3 separate regions of the Sus scrofa genome follow, and regions 2 and 3 are each linked to region 1. The links are chromatin contacts, called in public HiChIP or PLAC-seq maps. All regions are on one chromosome and are shown on one strand. Each heading gives the region's core, a stretch centred on a gene start, on an enhancer-like site or on the middle of the called end of the contact. The rest is flanking DNA. Distances are from core to core; before and after follow the strand shown. Region 1 holds the start of ZNF217 (zinc finger protein 217). Region 2 overlaps BCAS1 (breast carcinoma amplified sequence 1). Region 3 has its middle 130 kb from the start of BCAS1.

Region 1 (5,159 bases), core at 1,468-3,967:
GCACACATTAACTAAGCAAGCACAAACTAGTGGTTAGACTGTTATATTTTTCAGACAAAAAGCAATTAGGTTATTATTCTGTTCTTGTCACTTCTCTACTAAAGGCTTTTTAGAAAATCTAGATCTATTACTCATTCTCAAAGTATTACAAAATCCAGCATTTTAAGTCTTATTGGTTATCAATCAAGGCAGTCCCTCCATTCCGGGGGGGGGGGGGGGAGAGAAAAAGTACAGTAAAGAACATTTTAAATGTACTTCTTGACACATACAAAAGAGAAGGTGAAAGGCCTCCTCAAGACCCCTACCTAGTGGCCAGGCCCGGCCGGCAGCTGCTGTTACCCTGCCTTTTCTTTTGTTGAGCTTAATCTCATGTCAACTCATTCAACCAACTCAAAAGCGATGAAGACATAATTGAATCAACCTGAACTAAATCAGACCTAGGCTTCTTAAAATATACAGCTTAATGGTTCCCAACAATCTAGAAAACCAGGAAACCAGCTAGTATACACGGTGGTCAATAACACAGGATCCCAGACGGGCCAAAGAACCACCGTACCCGCCATACCTTTAATACACGTTAAGGAATGTTCAAGCTCAACGCTCCAAGCCCTATAGGCTGATCCAGAAAGATAAACTGAGGCTCAAGGAATTTCAAAGGGGAACAACACTCCAAGGCCTTAAAAACTCTGAAGGGACTCTCCTTTTCTTGGGAGAAACAACAAGAGAAAAAAGAAAGTTTTCACTGCTCCAAGTGTGAACAGGCTACTTGGGGTCCCAGAAGTGGCCACTGGTGGCCCTTTCCTGCTCTCCTGACTACGCCTTGCGGGAAAACTACCCCCCCCCCCGCCCACCCCACCCCCACCCACCCGCCCAGGAATACGGCTTCCCGTCCTCGGTGGCCCTACCCCGAATCCTAAAATAAAGGTTCCCACTCGGGACCTGAACGTCCGTCCCGACCCCCTGGACGCAGGTAACGGCCGGTGCACCCCGCAGGCCAGGTCTGACCCCCTCGGGGCAGGACCGCCCCGGCCGCCACAAATCCAGCCTCCTGGAGCCCCCAGTAGCGCCCACCCCTCCTCCCATTCTGTGCGGCTCGCATTTTGAGGCCAAATCTAGAGTGAAGAGGGCTCTACATCTGAAACTGAGCGGTTTCGCCACTCAGCGCCTCCTGGCAGAAACTTCCCTTTTAAAAAAAAAAAAAAGAAAGAAAGAAACACTTTTAGGCTAACATTTCAATCCCTTCTGCCCCTTAGAGTTCCTAGCTCTGCTTCCAGCTGGCTTTGTGTCTCCCACTAGAATTGAGTGATTAAAGATAATTCTTAAAGCGTTTAAGGGCTATTTTTTTTAAAGTTTTCTCTTAAAAAAATCTTTTAAAATTAAAAAAAAAAAAAAAAACCTTATCACACACACACCCAGGAAACGCAGCCCGGTGCACCGCCTGCTCAGGGATGGGCAGAGGATCAGGACTCCCGGGGACGGATTTAGGGGAACCTGGGGGGCTGGCTGGGGTGCGCGTCGGGGTCCGCGGCGAGGCCAAGCCCCCTCCCTCGGCCCCTATAGACGCGCCCTCCGCCCGGCCCGTGCGGACGGTCCCGGCCATTGTTTGCGGGGGACGCCTGTTAGGACGCATTGTTTTGGCTGTTTCCAACTTGCCCGGGCCCCTCCCGGGCCATCGCAGGGGTCCCCGCGCCGGCCCGCTCCCTTCCGCCCGCCCCCCACGGCCGAGAGGGCAAACGCGGAGACCTGCCGGCGGAGCCACCCAACTTTTCAGGAACAGCCCCCCACCCAGCCACCCACGCAGCCCCCGGGCCCCCTCCGGCGGGCCCCTCTCTCCCGACCTAGGGAAGGGGGGGGGACTCCCCCGCCCCCAAGCCATCTTGACTGGTTCCATGAGTGAGTGTGATGGTCAAACACAGTACACACCGGGGGCTCGCCCGACACCTTCTCTCCGGTGGAAATGCTCAGAAGCCGGATGGGGAGGGGGCGCCCGAGAGGAGCCGAATAGAGAGTGGGGATGGGGGGGCGGGCGGGGCGGGCAGACAATCTGGGGAGGGGGGCGAGATAACGAGCACCGGAGACTCGAGGGCGGGCTCGGGGGACGCCGGAGGGGCGAGGGCGAGGCGCCCCCCAAGGCCCCGCGCGGGCGGGGGGGCGCGCCCCCTTTACCTGCGGCTCCGGCTCCTCGGCCATTTCCTCGCTCGGCGGCGGCCGGGACTGAACTGACACCACACGAGCGAGCCGAGGTTTGAATGAGGAGGGAGCAGGCGAGGAGGGGAGGGGGCGGGGAAGGCAGGAGGGAGGGGAGGCGACGGGGAGTTTCTCTCGGCCTTTTGTGCGGACACCTCCCGGATTCCGCGCCCGCACCGGCCCCCAAAAGAGGCAGGGGGCCACTGGGCGAGGGGCGAGGCTATCCCTCAGGGCGCCTCAGCGCCTCACTCCTTGAAGACCCCCCCAAAAGCAGCGCCCCCACCCCCACCCCACCCCCGCCCGGAAGATTTGGGGGCCGGGCTCACCTCGGGCGCGGGGCTAAGGTGAGCGGGGCGGGGGGTGCTCACGGGGGGCAAAGGCGCGGGCGCCCCCTACTCGTCCGCGCGGGGACAGTGCAGGCGCGGGGGGTCCCTAGAGCCGCCGGGGCGCGGCGCGTCCGGCGCAGGGGGACTGTTGGGTCAGAAAGTGCTCAGGGAGCAGCTGTTGCGCCCTCCCTCGGCCCGGCAGCTCGGAGACGCCCCGCCTCCTGCCTTCACCGGCCGCCCCGCCCTCGGGCCCGCCCCTCACCCACGTGATCTGCGCAGGCGCGCCCCTGCCCCGCCCACCGCCGAGGACTCCGCCTCCGGAACGCGGGCGAGCCGAGGAGCGCGCGCACTCCCTGTTCTCGCCCTGCGACTCCCGCGCACGCGCGCGCCTTTCACCGCCCCTACACCCCCGCCTCCCGCCATCCGGCTTAACGTGGCCGGCGCGCGCCCGGCAGTTCCAGTGACAGGTATGCGGGGAGGGGGCCCACGAAGGCAGTGCGCAGGCGCAGTTCCAGGCCTCTGCCTCTCCGCTTCCCCCTCCCTTGCAAGGTGTGCCCGGGCGAGGGGAGGGGCTGGTTGCCCGAACTCCTGGGTCATCCGGTATTACTAATAGGCGAAAAGCGTTTACACTTATTTGGGTAGGTGAGGAGACAGCTGTGCACAAACAATATTTTTTCGGATTTTCTTCAAGCATGAGAAAGGTCGATGAATAAAGATGATTAAAATATTTTTAAATTAGTATCTTCATTAAGGCATCCTTTAATGCCTGGTTGCTGGTTTTCTAAAAGGGCAGGGCTTGCGCTGCTGTAAAAACTTGAGATTTCTAAACTTGGCCTAGGTTCCAGGAATCCACTTGGCTTTGATAGAAATCCACGTGGATGAAACCAGGCTTTAAACTAGGGACAAAAACAACAACAAAAACTAGCTTTTCCCCTCTTCACGTAAAGCGTTTCCCAGCCATTTTTTTATTTGCTCACGAAAAAAGAAAAAGTTATGATTCCGAAGGCCAGTGATATTACCCCATTTAAATAAGCCCCTAGGAGGAACCACAGAAGTAACAGTCACATCCACCAAATTCTCTGTCCCAAGATACAAACACAAAAGGGAGCTATGCAAGTCACCACAAACAAAATAGCGAAGTTTTTTGGGTTCTTTGTTTTTCTTTTTTTTTTTTTTTGTATTGGCCTTCAGTGTATCCAAAAGGGGAAATCTTAAAATATATCAAGACAGGCACTTAAAGCATATATTTTAATAAGTCGGGACCCAAAAAAGCCCTACATAAATGCTCTGCTGGTGAGCAATGCAATCCTTAATAAATAAGAAATGGAGTTTAGGGGACAGTTTCTTAGCAAAGGGGAAGAATTTGCCAAGTGTGATGTTTTTGCTGTCATTTTATGTATAACTCCTAACCCCACATATGGTCTGGTTAGTCTTTGTTAAAAAGGAAGCACACCAACTACTTCTCACCATTAATTAGCAGGGCCAGAAGTAGACTCTTAGGCCAGAACTCTTTTTTTTTTCCACTCAAGTATACTAATATTGATCGTTTCTAGTACCAGAGTTCTTTTCTCAGGGAAGATGAACATCTTTCTTTAATATATTTTTTAAAGCCTTATCAATAGTCACAGCCCAAAAACAGTCCAAAGACACACTCTTCCTCAACAAGAAACTTCATTTAACTTATCGAAACAAATGACTTCTGGCATTGCTGTAAAACAAAGAAACTATGAACAAGTGAAACCAAATTGAGTCTTCACTTAGTGCAGCCTCACTCTACATGTTAATGGATAACCTTTGAACTCTGAAACCTTGAATGCTGTAAACACAATAGCACCGATAGTTAAAAATCCTAGTGTCAAAAATAGAGCAAAAAGAACAGTCCAAACTTTTCAGTAGAAATAGGGAAACAATCAAATGTTTTGACAAATAATCGTTTCACTAAGAACAATGAGGCTCCTGGTTCTCAGACCTTGTTGCTACTGAATTATTTTCTGAGCAAAAAAGGGGGGGGGTGCTTTTCCCTATGCCTTCACAGAGCTACCACTTTGTGAGCATAATAGCATCCTATGGTTTGTTAGTAACTGTTTCTCCTCTCTTCTCTGCCACCCGCCCCCCCCCCCCGCGCGCCCAGCAAAAACAAACAAAAACAAAAACAAAACAAAACAAACACATTATGTTGTAGCTTTTAAAATTGAAAGATAATTGTATGAATTGATCTATCTGCTAAGAGTTTTATAGGCGATCCTTATGTTTGAGCAAAGAATTACAAAGAACCTTATTCCTGGAGACGTGCCAACAAAACTGGGAAGTCGTTGCAAAATTCTGCCAGTGGCTGAGTCCTGGGTTGCAAACACAAACTGTGTTTTTAAATGGACGTAGAGTGATCTGAATGCGCGGTTCGGGCGTCTGTGCGACACATTCGCCTCTTAGAAGGTGGAGACTCACACTTAAGATTTATTTGGAAAGTATGTCTAGTTAAAACAACTAAGAATGGAAACTCCAAAAGCAACAGGAGGACACTAGGAGCATTTGGTTTCGTAGTAAAGCTAAGAACTCGTTAGTATGAAATGAAAATCGAACGTTGATCTCCATATACTTAGCTCCGCCCTCGCGTAATCCTGTTTTGCCATCGCCCCCCCCCCCACG
Region 2 (5,159 bases), core at 944-3,443, 290 kb after region 1:
TGACCAGTGAGCACCCTTTGCCCGAAACACAGCTGGGGGCCATTTTGTCTCCCCTGCGCCTTTGGGGGGGGGGAGGCCCTACAGGTGCACACCTGCCCCCTCATAATTCAATGTAAAAAAGGAGGCAATTAAGTTCAGTTAGGGGCAGACAGCTGTAAATTAGGTCGTGTATTCAAAAAGCATTCTACAAACTGTGCAGTGTGGTAATATGTCATCATCATCGTTATTATTATCCTTATCTCTATGAATTCGCATGGGTTGCTACCCATTCACGGGCTGGTTAAAGGCCCAGGGGATGGAGAGCCTCCCATGAGCAGCTTTCTGGGGGAGGGAGGCAGAGGCGAACGAGTTAAACGCACCAGAAAACCAATTTATGCAAAGGGCTGGATTCTGACCGGCATTCCTGCCCGTGCTAAAGATCTGAATTACAAATTTAACCAAATTTGCTGCTCTCTAAGTAATTTCTTTTCTTCCTAATGGAGCCCGTAATTTTCCAGTGGGCTGGGGCTACTTTATTTCCAGGGATAGAGGGAACGCGCTCTAGACCACAGAGGAGTTGATGCCGCTCCCCGTGCAAAGTGCCTTTTTAAAAGGCTGCTTCAGAAGGAGCACGGGGAGGATGGTTAAAAGCTGCTAAGAATCCTCTTGTATTTCTGCAAACACGTGCCCTGCGTTTGCAGCTTGGCTGAGTGAATAATGGAAACCATTTTCCTTTCCTTCTCTTGAAGGGAGGGAGGCCGGCTGTGGTTATTTTGTAAGGCTTAAGATCAATTTGGGACTATCCGGCAGAAGAAATGATACCTGTTAAGTCTGCTCCCTTCCAGGCAGCTGGCAAAGGAGCCAGCTGGACACAGGTTCTAGCCCCTTCGAATCTAATTTAATGGGACCCCAGGGCATCTGTTTGCAAACAAACAACCATTCAACTGAAGGGTCTGTGTGTGTGTGTGTGTGTTTAAATCATGGGTAATTGGTTTAAAAGGCAGGGGGCTACACAAAACCACCCAAACTTCACTTTTTTCTCTTTTCCTTCCCCCTTGGGCCTTTCTTTGGGTACTAAGGATCCCCCTTCCCCCAGAAGATGAAGCCTGGGGGACCTCGGGGGCTGCTGAGAACAACCACGGTGCTTCTGAATGAATTCTTCTATTGGGTATCCGTCAAAAGGTCACCGTTAGCTGGAACTGGAAAGCGGAATTTGAGGGTTTTTTTCCCCCCTCCTCCGATGGCAGCTGTTTCAGCTCAAAAGCCCAGTTCTTGGAAAGGCCACTTCTTCTTGACACTGGAGAAGACACGCTTCCCTGTGCACCTAAAAATAAATCCGTAAATAACGTCATGAGGATGGCCGTTCTTGCAAAGCACCTCTGCCCCCTGCTCTCGGTCTTAATCTCCCCTTCAGCTTCAGCGTGTTCTCCGCATCTTACTGTGGGAGCTCTTGCTGTCCACATGGCAGTCCTGACTCTGCATTTTGAGGAACTTCAGTCCTGAACTCATTTGGGGAGCGCCTGTCCCCCTTTTCACACTAGTTCAGCGGGAGGCATGGACATCAGTATTTTTTTTTTTTTTTTTGTAAATGCATCAGGTCTGGACTCTTGATGCAAAAAACAAACCCCACAAAACTCAAAAATGGAGTTTAATCTGCTTCTTAGGCTACAATTGGCTTTAGAACTCCGCTCCCTCCCAAGCCTTTTTTTTTTTTTTTTTTTTCAGTCCTCTCTGGCTTAAATTTTCTTGTCTTAAAAAAAACCCAAGCAATTGTATTAAAAGAGCATTCTCTTTTTTTGGCCAGGAGGATAGGAAACCAGTTACAGAAACTGCTGGCTTGCTTTGCAACAAGATTCTCAGCAGAGAACTTCTTTTTAAAAGTTAAAAAAAGTTTTTCCGGGGTGGGAGGGAGTGGGAGGGCTCCTGAATTGGTGACTAAGTCCCTCCTGGGGACATTTCTCATCAGGGCAAAAACCACCCCCCGTGTCCAGTGAGGTGAAACTTGCCAATAATACTGTCACCCTTCTCAAAGGACTGGTATGGCCCGGGGCTCAAAGGTCATACCAGGCACCCCCCCTGGTGTTTAGAGACAAAGCAGTAACCAGCTGCCTGTTTGCCTTGAATCATCCCAAGCTCTCTGAGGGCAAAGGTGGAGGGAACGTCACCCCCCATCCAGGGCTTCCCCAAAGGGCTTCTTCCTGCTTTGAGCCAAGTTAAGCATTCAGACATGAAGCAGCATGAGGTCATTCTCAGCTGGGTGAGTCACAGACACTGAGGACTCTCCAGGTTCAGGCAGGAGGACCCATAAAGCTAAGCCAGGTGCGAGGAAAAGACCTCTGGTCTTTATTTGAAGCTGAGCATCAGCCAGTCCACGCTGGGAGCTGGTGGGTCCCGGGAGCAGAGAGCCTCCCCTCCCCAATCTGTTTTTAGAAAGAGATCATTTTTGTCCTGAACGTATTTTCCAAAGGCCTTTTTGCCTAAGCCATGGTGTGAGTGACCTAGGGTACCGATTTGTCAGTGTCATTTCTCCTCAGTGCGTGATGGACTGCACACGTGATGGATTCATCTGAGCCAGTGTGCGTGTGTGGGTCTGTGCCAGTTACACATGTCTATTTGTATGTGTATGACTAGCAGCGTGTGCCTGCATCTCCCTACTCCTGTATGGAGGTAAATATACAAGGATGAATATGTGCCTATGTGGGCATAAACGCATGTCTGGGTCTCTATGTGTGTGTCTGGAGTGGACCCTGCTGAGTGCCTCATCTTCCAGCTGCTAAGGGATCCCAGCTTCTCAGCTCAATGGGAGCAGCTGGCCTGTCCCTCCACCTCCCAGGGCGGCCCAGGAATCACCCACAAGCGTCCAAAGCCAGCCAGCTCGCCTGTAGGTAGAACAGCGTTATGGCGCAATTCATGCCCCTGGGAGATCGGGATGAAATTCCAGCTGAGACCAATCCCTGCCCTGTCCTTTTTGTCCCCCTTTCCCCAGGACCCCTCCTTCAGCCCATCAGGTGCATCTGAATGCCTGTCTCAGGCTCTGCTCTAGGCAGCATCACCATGACAGTATTTACACACGTGTGCGCTTGTGTATGAAAATACACACGTGAACCCACTGCTGTGTGCATGTGCCCACGGACAAGGATACCTGGGAGCATCTGGGAGAGAAGACACGATGGAGGAAGAGCATTGAGTTTATGCTGTGGAAGCAAAAGGCATCTCGGACATGGAGTACGAGAGACCTGCTTTAAAAGGTGAAAATTAAAAGATCCTTTAGATATAAATGTATTTTTTTTTATTAAATCAGAAAAAGGTACAGTATACATGATATCAGTCCATCATCTGGCTACTCTGAATTACATTTTAATAGACTCGTGGTCCTATTTACTCCTCTGCACACGTATTAAAAAAAACTCAGGTATTTGAATAATCTGTAAATTTTTATTATTAACTGGGGTTAGGGGGAGGGTTTTATCAGAGCACATCCTGAGAACATTAGGAAATTACAGACAGACTTGAGATAAGTGTCAGACAGAACAGATGAAGCAAGCCCCTCAGCCATCTGAGAAACATTAATAATGTAAGATTGCAGAGACCAAATCTTTGTTAGGGATACAGGATGCAGGATTAAAACGGAGACCTTGGCGCCCCCTAGTGTTGCAAAATAAATCTGCAACTTCATTTATTTTGTTTTGTTTTGTTTTTCAAGTTGGAATCCTCGCCTTGGTCACTGAGCCTCAAAAAGCAATTGTTTTCCCAAATCATTTCAAGCCCTCTCCAGTCAATCTTTTCCCTCTTGTCAATAACGTTCAAGGATCCTATTTGAAAAACAATTCTTATTCATTCTTTTTTCATTCCCCACACATTCCATTCCAGAAAATTGGCCACCTCCCAACACAGAGCCCACAACAACGTTCTCCCTCCTTGAAACGTGAACTTACTTCTCTCCTCAAGCTTAAAGGATGAGCATGTATTTACTACCAAGCTTCATTCCTTCCAGCAGGCATTGTTCCTTCTGTAACTGACTTGTCACTGTCATTTTTCATGACCTAACCAGAATGCAGCCCTCCACCCCTCTCCCACCCTGCTTGGCACCCATCAACCCTTCTGACCTGGCTAGTTAACCTGCTAAACCATCTTTACAACTATTTACCAGGAAAGACTGGACCAGAGACGTAAATAATACACCTCAATATACAACAGCTCAGACCTAATGTGTAGGCAGAATTTCATATGATGGCCATCAGAAGAAAAGATATGTACACGGAGTGGATTTGGGGAGTAGGAAGAAGACATCTTGGTGGCAGAACTTGGGAACCAAGGTGATTTGTTTACTTGGATTTGCCAACTGGTCCGATGGATACGGGGTCAGTTTGCACTTGAGCATCCAACATCCGCTTTGGTCCCTGGAGAAACATATAAAAGGAGTTGCATCTTTGTGAAGATCTGTAATAGCAATAGCAACAATTGCCACTTATTTATTAGCACTTACTCGGGGCCAGGTGCTGGGCTAAGTAAATATCCCTTGTTCCTGGGTGGTGGATGAGAGAATGGACTCCAACCAGATGCCCACGTTCAATGTCCAGGTAGCTTACCTTCTAGCTTTGTGAAATCTTGGATAAATGACTGATTCTTTGTGCTTCAGTTTCTTCATCTTTAGAATGGAGGTGATAAAACTGACCTCAGAGGGTTGTTCCAAGGTAAAGTGAGTTCTTACTTGGGATGCGCTTAGAATGGTACCTGGACTGTCGAAAACCGTCCAGTTTTAGCTCATTTCAGTCACCATCTCTAATCACGTTCTCATCACACTGCCCTGTTTAATCTTCCTACAAATCATATCACTCGCCGACATGACCTTTTTATCTATGTCTGACTAACATCCGTCTCCACCAGAACGAAAGCTCCGTGGATTCTGTCTGCTGTATTCTCAGTGCCTAACGAGTGCCTGGAACATAGTAGGTGCACCTTCCTATTAATGGACTGCAGCTGAATAAACTCCCTGGGTCAAGTACTATTATTGCGATTGCTGTTATTATTGTTATTTACCTTTCTGTTAAGTATAATTTACATACAGTAGAATCAACACTTTTTTGAGTACAGTGCTATGAGCTTTGCCCAACACAGTCACATAACCATCTCCCAAATCAAGGTACAGAACAGTTCAATCATCTCCAAGGTCCCTCTTG
Region 3 (5,159 bases), core at 1,180-3,679, 260 kb after region 1:
AGTTTGCAAGGCCACTGTCTTTGTCTCCCCTCCCCTGTCCTGTCCCCCAACATTGAGCCATCATCCTTGCTCCTGGTCACATGGTGTACATCCCCGACCCTAGCCCTCACCCTCCCAGCCTGCTGTGTCATTGGGACCTTAGGTGACACCTAATCTAACAGTCAAGCCCTAACAATTTGCAAAGCTACCTGAGAGGCCTTCATGGACCAGTGGGTTCCTCTCCCTGGCCCCAGAAGAGGTTTAAAAGACAAATGGACTAAGCCATAAAATAGAATTCTATTTCTTGACATGACTCACAGCATTATCTGCTACAATTATTTCCTTTTGAGGTGTCCTCTTTCTTTCTTGGGGAAGTGAACCCCTTCTTTGCTGCTGCCTCAACTGTGTGACTGGTCGCCCGTTGAGAAAACCTTCCCTGCCTGTGCACCAGCTCAGGCCAAAGCACCTGCCTGCTGTTAGCCCACCAGCCCCGGTGGCACGTTTTCCCCCAGTGATCTCTGGTTCCCAGATGTGGAGAGGAAGAGGGGAGGGGATTTGCCCATCGTCAGGGAGCTACTCAGCTCTGCAGGTAGGAGGGGATGCCTGGCCTAGTTCTCTTATTCTCTCATCTGACTGTTTCTGTCTTTCTATTATCTATCTATCTATCTGTCTGTCTGTCTATCTATCATCTTTCTGTCTAGATCTAGCAATCATCTATCATCTATTTACCTATCCATCTATTTATCTATCAGCTATCACCTGTTTGTCTATCATTTATCAATTATCTATCTATCCATCCATCCATCATCCACCTATGTAGCTCTGTCTCTTACACCTGACTTTGAACTTACCCAGGCCTCGTGTTATATTTTCGGCAGAGTGACCTTATTTGCCACCCAATGGAACACACTTGGGGAGTGGTAGGGGGCACTCGTAGCTCTGAGGTGAACATGGGCACTGCCTCAGGCACCCTGGCAAGTGTGGCAGTGAGGAGGGTCATGGCCCAGGTATTTCTCTCTAGACCTTAGCTCATCATCTGGGCTCCAGGAAGGTGTGCTGAGTGTGTTTTATCAACAGTATCAGAGGGCTGGTAAGGAAAGAGCCATTGTTTCAGTCAGAGAAACTGGATTGCAAAGCCATGACTTACAAGGTGACAGAGAGGAAGTCACAGGTGAAGTGGGGCCACACCTCTCCCAGGATTCCAGGGTTCAGGTGATACAAAGCTCCCGCCACCAAGCATCTGTGCTCAGGAGCCCAGCGCTAGCCTCCTGGAGGGAGCTAGTGGCAAAGAAGTAATGAACTAGTTCTCACTGGTGTTCACTGAATTCATACCGTGTGCCTTCCCTAAGCCCTTTACCTGCATCGTTCTCCTTATTCCCATGGAAGAAGTGACTGCTACAGAAAAGGAACCCGAGGATGCCGGCGACCTGTCCCTGGAGCCCAGAAAACCAGGCGTGTGTCTGTTTTCTTCCCAAAAGGTGCAAAGGAGCAGTGCTGGGAGGTTGCCACTGAGAAGCCCCTTCGGCAAAATTTCTGGAAATCTTAAAAAGAGCAGTGAACTCCCCCCCCCCACACGCACTGCCCCGCGCCTTTAGAAAGGAGCTTTTTCACCTCACGCATGTGTTCAAGGCACCAAAACACAACAAACAAAATAACCCAAACCCAAACTTGGCTCAGCACCTCGGCCCTTAGATACAGAAAAACAAATCACCAACTAGGCTCAGTAATGAATTAGTAACATGGAGCAGGCATCGCATCAGCCGGACCTCAGCCCCCTTCCGTAGGGGGAAGGGAAGATCCTGCGGAAAATGTGCCAGAGAAGGAGGAGGAGAGAGAAGGAGGGGGGGAGGAGGAGAGAGAAGGAGGGGGGAGGAGGGAGAGAGAAGGAGGGGGGAGGAGGGAGAGAGAAGGAGGGGAGAGGAGGGAGAGAGAAGGAGGGGGGAGGAGGGAGAGAGAAGGAGGGGGGAGGAGGGAGAGAGAAGGAGGGGGGAGGAGGGAGAGAGAAGGAGGGGGAAGGAGGGAGAGAATGAAACGGAGAGATTGGGCAGGAGGGAGTGGGGGGGAGAGGGAAACGGGGGGGGGGCGGGTAATTGAGAAAAAGAAAGAGATTGAAGGAGATGCTAGATGGTAGACAGATGGACAGAAAGATGTTGAACGTCGACCGCTGGTGTAGAGAGAGGCAGCCACGCAAGTTGTATCCGAGCCGCCTCTGCTTCCAGCCCCGCCATGTGTCCCCTGGCAGGGGTGTGAGATGCGCGGCTGTTTCAAGACCTCCACCAAGAGAGAGGCTGGCGTGGGGCGAGGGCTCCTGGGGGCGGCCCTCTAGCCCCCCCTCCCCGCCCCAGACCCGGCTCTTGGAGCGGCTCGGGTTGCATGGAACGCGGTATAGCCCTCCTTCCTTAGTTCTGCAAAATGGTGTCTGCGGTGTTTACACTGGCGGCTGCCTGGGTGCCGAGCCCGCGGGGGGAGCAAGTGTGCAGTTCCCTAAGGAGCCGCCTGCTGGCCTGAACGGCTCTAATCTCCACGTTTTGATGACATGTCCTTAAAGTGACCTATATTATCTGGCACCTTGGATTGCTGCTCACCAAAAAAGTAACACTGGAAGAAAAAAAAAATCCCTAATGATTGTGTAAATATTCTTTGCCAAGAATATTAAACTCAGGTGCCCTCTGCTGGGCGAGCTAAGTAGGGGCCAAAGCCAGGAGCAAAGGCAGCTGCTGGTCGGGCAGCGGGTGCCAGGAGGTCCCTGGAATAGAGGCGGAGCCTGGGGCCGTGGTGGGCGGGGCCTGCCGCCCCTTCCTGTGCGCCCCGCTGGCATCACTCAGGGCAAATGGGGCCAAACCGAGCTCTTTCAGACAAGGGGAACTAAAAAACAAAACTGAAACTGCTTACAAGTTAATCATTCACTTTGGGAGAACTGACAATTTCTTCACTGGGATTTTTTTTTTTTTTCTCTTCTAGTAATAAGTTTTTTTCTCTCCTGTTGAATTTGACCGGTGGGAGAGAATGAGGAAAAAAGGCAGGGGGCTTGCTGACACTGCCCTTTCTCATCAAAGCAAAGGGTTTAGGATTTCAGGGAAATCCTGGCAAAGACTAGCTGGGGGCCAGGAGAGAGGGGGGTGCTGCGAGGACATGGTGGCCAGGTTCATTTCCAGTCTTAAATTATTGTTGTTTTTACGTCCGCACCTGGTATATGGAAGTTCCCCCACTAGTGGTCGAATCAGAACTGCAGCTACCGGTCTGCACCACAGACACAGCCAAGCCAGATCCAAGCTGCATTTGCGACCCCCTGGGGCAACATGGAATCCTTAACCCACTGATGAGGCCAGGGTTTCAACCCTCATCCTCACAGACACTATGTCAGGTTCTTAACCCACTGAGCCACAACGGCAACTCCCCAGTCTTTAAATGATCATTTCTCAACCAGGACACCTTGAGAGTAAAAGAAGCTGCTGTTAATGATTATACCAGGTCAGTAGGTGTAATCCTAGCATGTCCCAGGCAAGTCTGACTTAGCACAGACCTGTTCAAAAAGAACTTTCTCCAGTGACTAATATGTTCTAGATCTGTGCTGTCCAAGCTGGTAACACCAGCCCCAGGTAGCTATTGAGCATTTGAGAGGTGGCCAGTGCAACTCAGAAGATGAATTTGTAGCTTCATTTAATTTGGATTAATTTAAATTTAAATAGTTGCATATGTCTAGTGGCTAGTATATTAGACAGCAGAACTCCGGTCATATTATTCATAGCAGAAGACCAGAACCCTGGGTGACAGCAGCTAAGGCCCCAGGCAGAAGACTTGCTGATGGAGGCCCTCAGTAAGAACTTGTTGAACAAATAAAAACGCAGTCCTCCAAAGTCACTGGGCTCCATCTCCACCGGGCAGAAACTCAGACCGCTTCTCAGAGACTTCCAGGAACTTTGAGAAACACAGCTTCGCCTGGGGAGAGCCAAGATCCCAGTGACATTTCCTGCCAAGTGTCCAAGGCTAACCCCAGGTCCTGAGTGTCCGCCCTGGCATGTGGTACTGGGATCAGCACTGGAAGGACTGTTCACTGCTGGTTCCCAGTGCTTGCCCAGCAGTGTCCAGAGAGCCAGCGGAGTTTCCATGCCTGGTCAGAAAAGGCCTCTTACATTTGGGATTTCACCAGCAACTGAAAAAAATCTCTCCCATGGTCTCCCGGTGTTATAGATTTGGAAAGAGGCGTTTTCGTTTCTAATTATAAATTCCTGGGTGAAGTCATTCAGTCCCCAAACACCCACTGGGGCCATGCTGAAGAGGAAAAGACAGTATGCAAACAAGTTATCTGGAGGTGTCAGAAAGAAACGATGCAGAACAGTACAGTTTGGGGAAATGTTTTCCAGGCTGCTTTCTGGTTTTAGCAACTGCACGGGAAGCGATAAGATACACATGGCTTTTATAAGGAGGCAACGGGATCCCCAGGGGACATGAGGCAAGAGAAAAGAATCAGGCAGAAAACATTCAATCATCACATAGTCACTGAGAAACAGATTACAGTATAGCAAAGGACGCTCTTCAAGGAAGGGCTGCTATGGGGACCTTTGGGGCAAAGATTCAGCGGGCTCTGGGACAACTTGACTTCAACCTGATGGTATTTGAATAATCTGCCAGAGAGAAAACAGCTATAGCACCCTGTCACATGAAGCGCTGAAACTCTCAGTTTGACCGTGAATGATGTTCAGCCATGCCCAGAGGTCAGGCCTACACTCACTCAGAAACAAGTGGGGAATTGAAGCTGTTATTCAGGTATCCACAGACCTAGCTACTGGCCAGGGTTGCATCCTTGATTTAGCCCGAGAACAGTAACACTGTTTTAAGCTGTTTGCATTGTATGGGGTTATCTTGAATTTATTAAGGAAAGGAGATTACAGAAAAATCCAGACTGTCAGTGGGAATGCAGTCTGGTCAAGTCGCAAGGACAGAGCAAAGTAGGAGATTGAGGGCCTCTTACCCCTGAAAAGGACGTTTTGCTTTTGACCAAAATGGAAATAAAGACTTGGGCTTAAATGTTCCAGATGGTCAGTTCTTCACATCACATATCTTTAATAGGCACCGTTGCTACATTTCATGTTGGATTGCATTGGGGCCAAAAGATAGAAAATGGAAAAACAGCACATTAAGAATTTTGAAATACGGTGAATAAAGGAATATTATTTATA

Evidence for each region. HiChIP or PLAC-seq counts read pairs in DNA pulled down with a chosen protein or histone mark.
Region 2: an H3K27ac HiChIP or PLAC-seq map of alveolar macrophages shows a contact between it and region 1. The contact joins the enhancer-like site here to the promoter of ZNF217 in region 1. A contact is called at or near these places in 1 of 5 promoter capture datasets (liver), 20 of 47 Hi-C or Micro-C datasets (alveolar macrophages, brain, embryonic fibroblasts and 12 more) and 2 of 2 datasets of contacts at active chromatin or transcription factors (alveolar macrophages and skeletal muscle).
Region 3: an H3K27ac HiChIP or PLAC-seq map of alveolar macrophages shows a contact between it and region 1. The contact joins the enhancer-like site here to the promoter of ZNF217 in region 1. A contact is called at or near these places in 4 of 5 promoter capture datasets (fetal liver, fetal skeletal muscle, liver and 1 more), 14 of 47 Hi-C or Micro-C datasets (alveolar macrophages, brain, embryonic fibroblasts and 8 more) and 2 of 2 datasets of contacts at active chromatin or transcription factors (alveolar macrophages and skeletal muscle).

What each region holds. Positions count from the first base shown.
Region 1 is chr17:54,629,038-54,634,196 of Sscrofa11.1, forward strand. It overlaps ZNF217 (zinc finger protein 217), which reads right to left and starts at 2,718. Exons shown (of 6, transcript NM_001123217.1): 1 at 2,514-2,718.
Region 2 is chr17:54,917,463-54,922,621 of Sscrofa11.1, forward strand. It overlaps BCAS1 (breast carcinoma amplified sequence 1), which reads right to left. Exons shown (of 11, transcript NM_001110175.1): 11 at 4,305-4,379. The coding sequence ends at 4,305. Among named protein-coding and RNA genes, the nearest start is that of BCAS1, 110 kb to the right of the region's middle. Within about 2 kb of position 2,194, at least 32 of the 83 cell types and tissues checked have an H3K27ac peak or open chromatin away from gene starts, as enhancers often do. A contact at or near this core is called in alveolar macrophages, fetal liver, liver and 5 more, where this site is marked.
Region 3 is chr17:54,893,657-54,898,815 of Sscrofa11.1, forward strand. No RefSeq gene overlaps it. Among named protein-coding and RNA genes, the nearest start is that of BCAS1, 130 kb to the right of the region's middle. Within about 2 kb of position 2,430, at least 59 of the 83 cell types and tissues checked have an H3K27ac peak or open chromatin away from gene starts, as enhancers often do. A contact at or near this core is called in alveolar macrophages, brain, epiblast stem cells and 8 more, where this site is marked.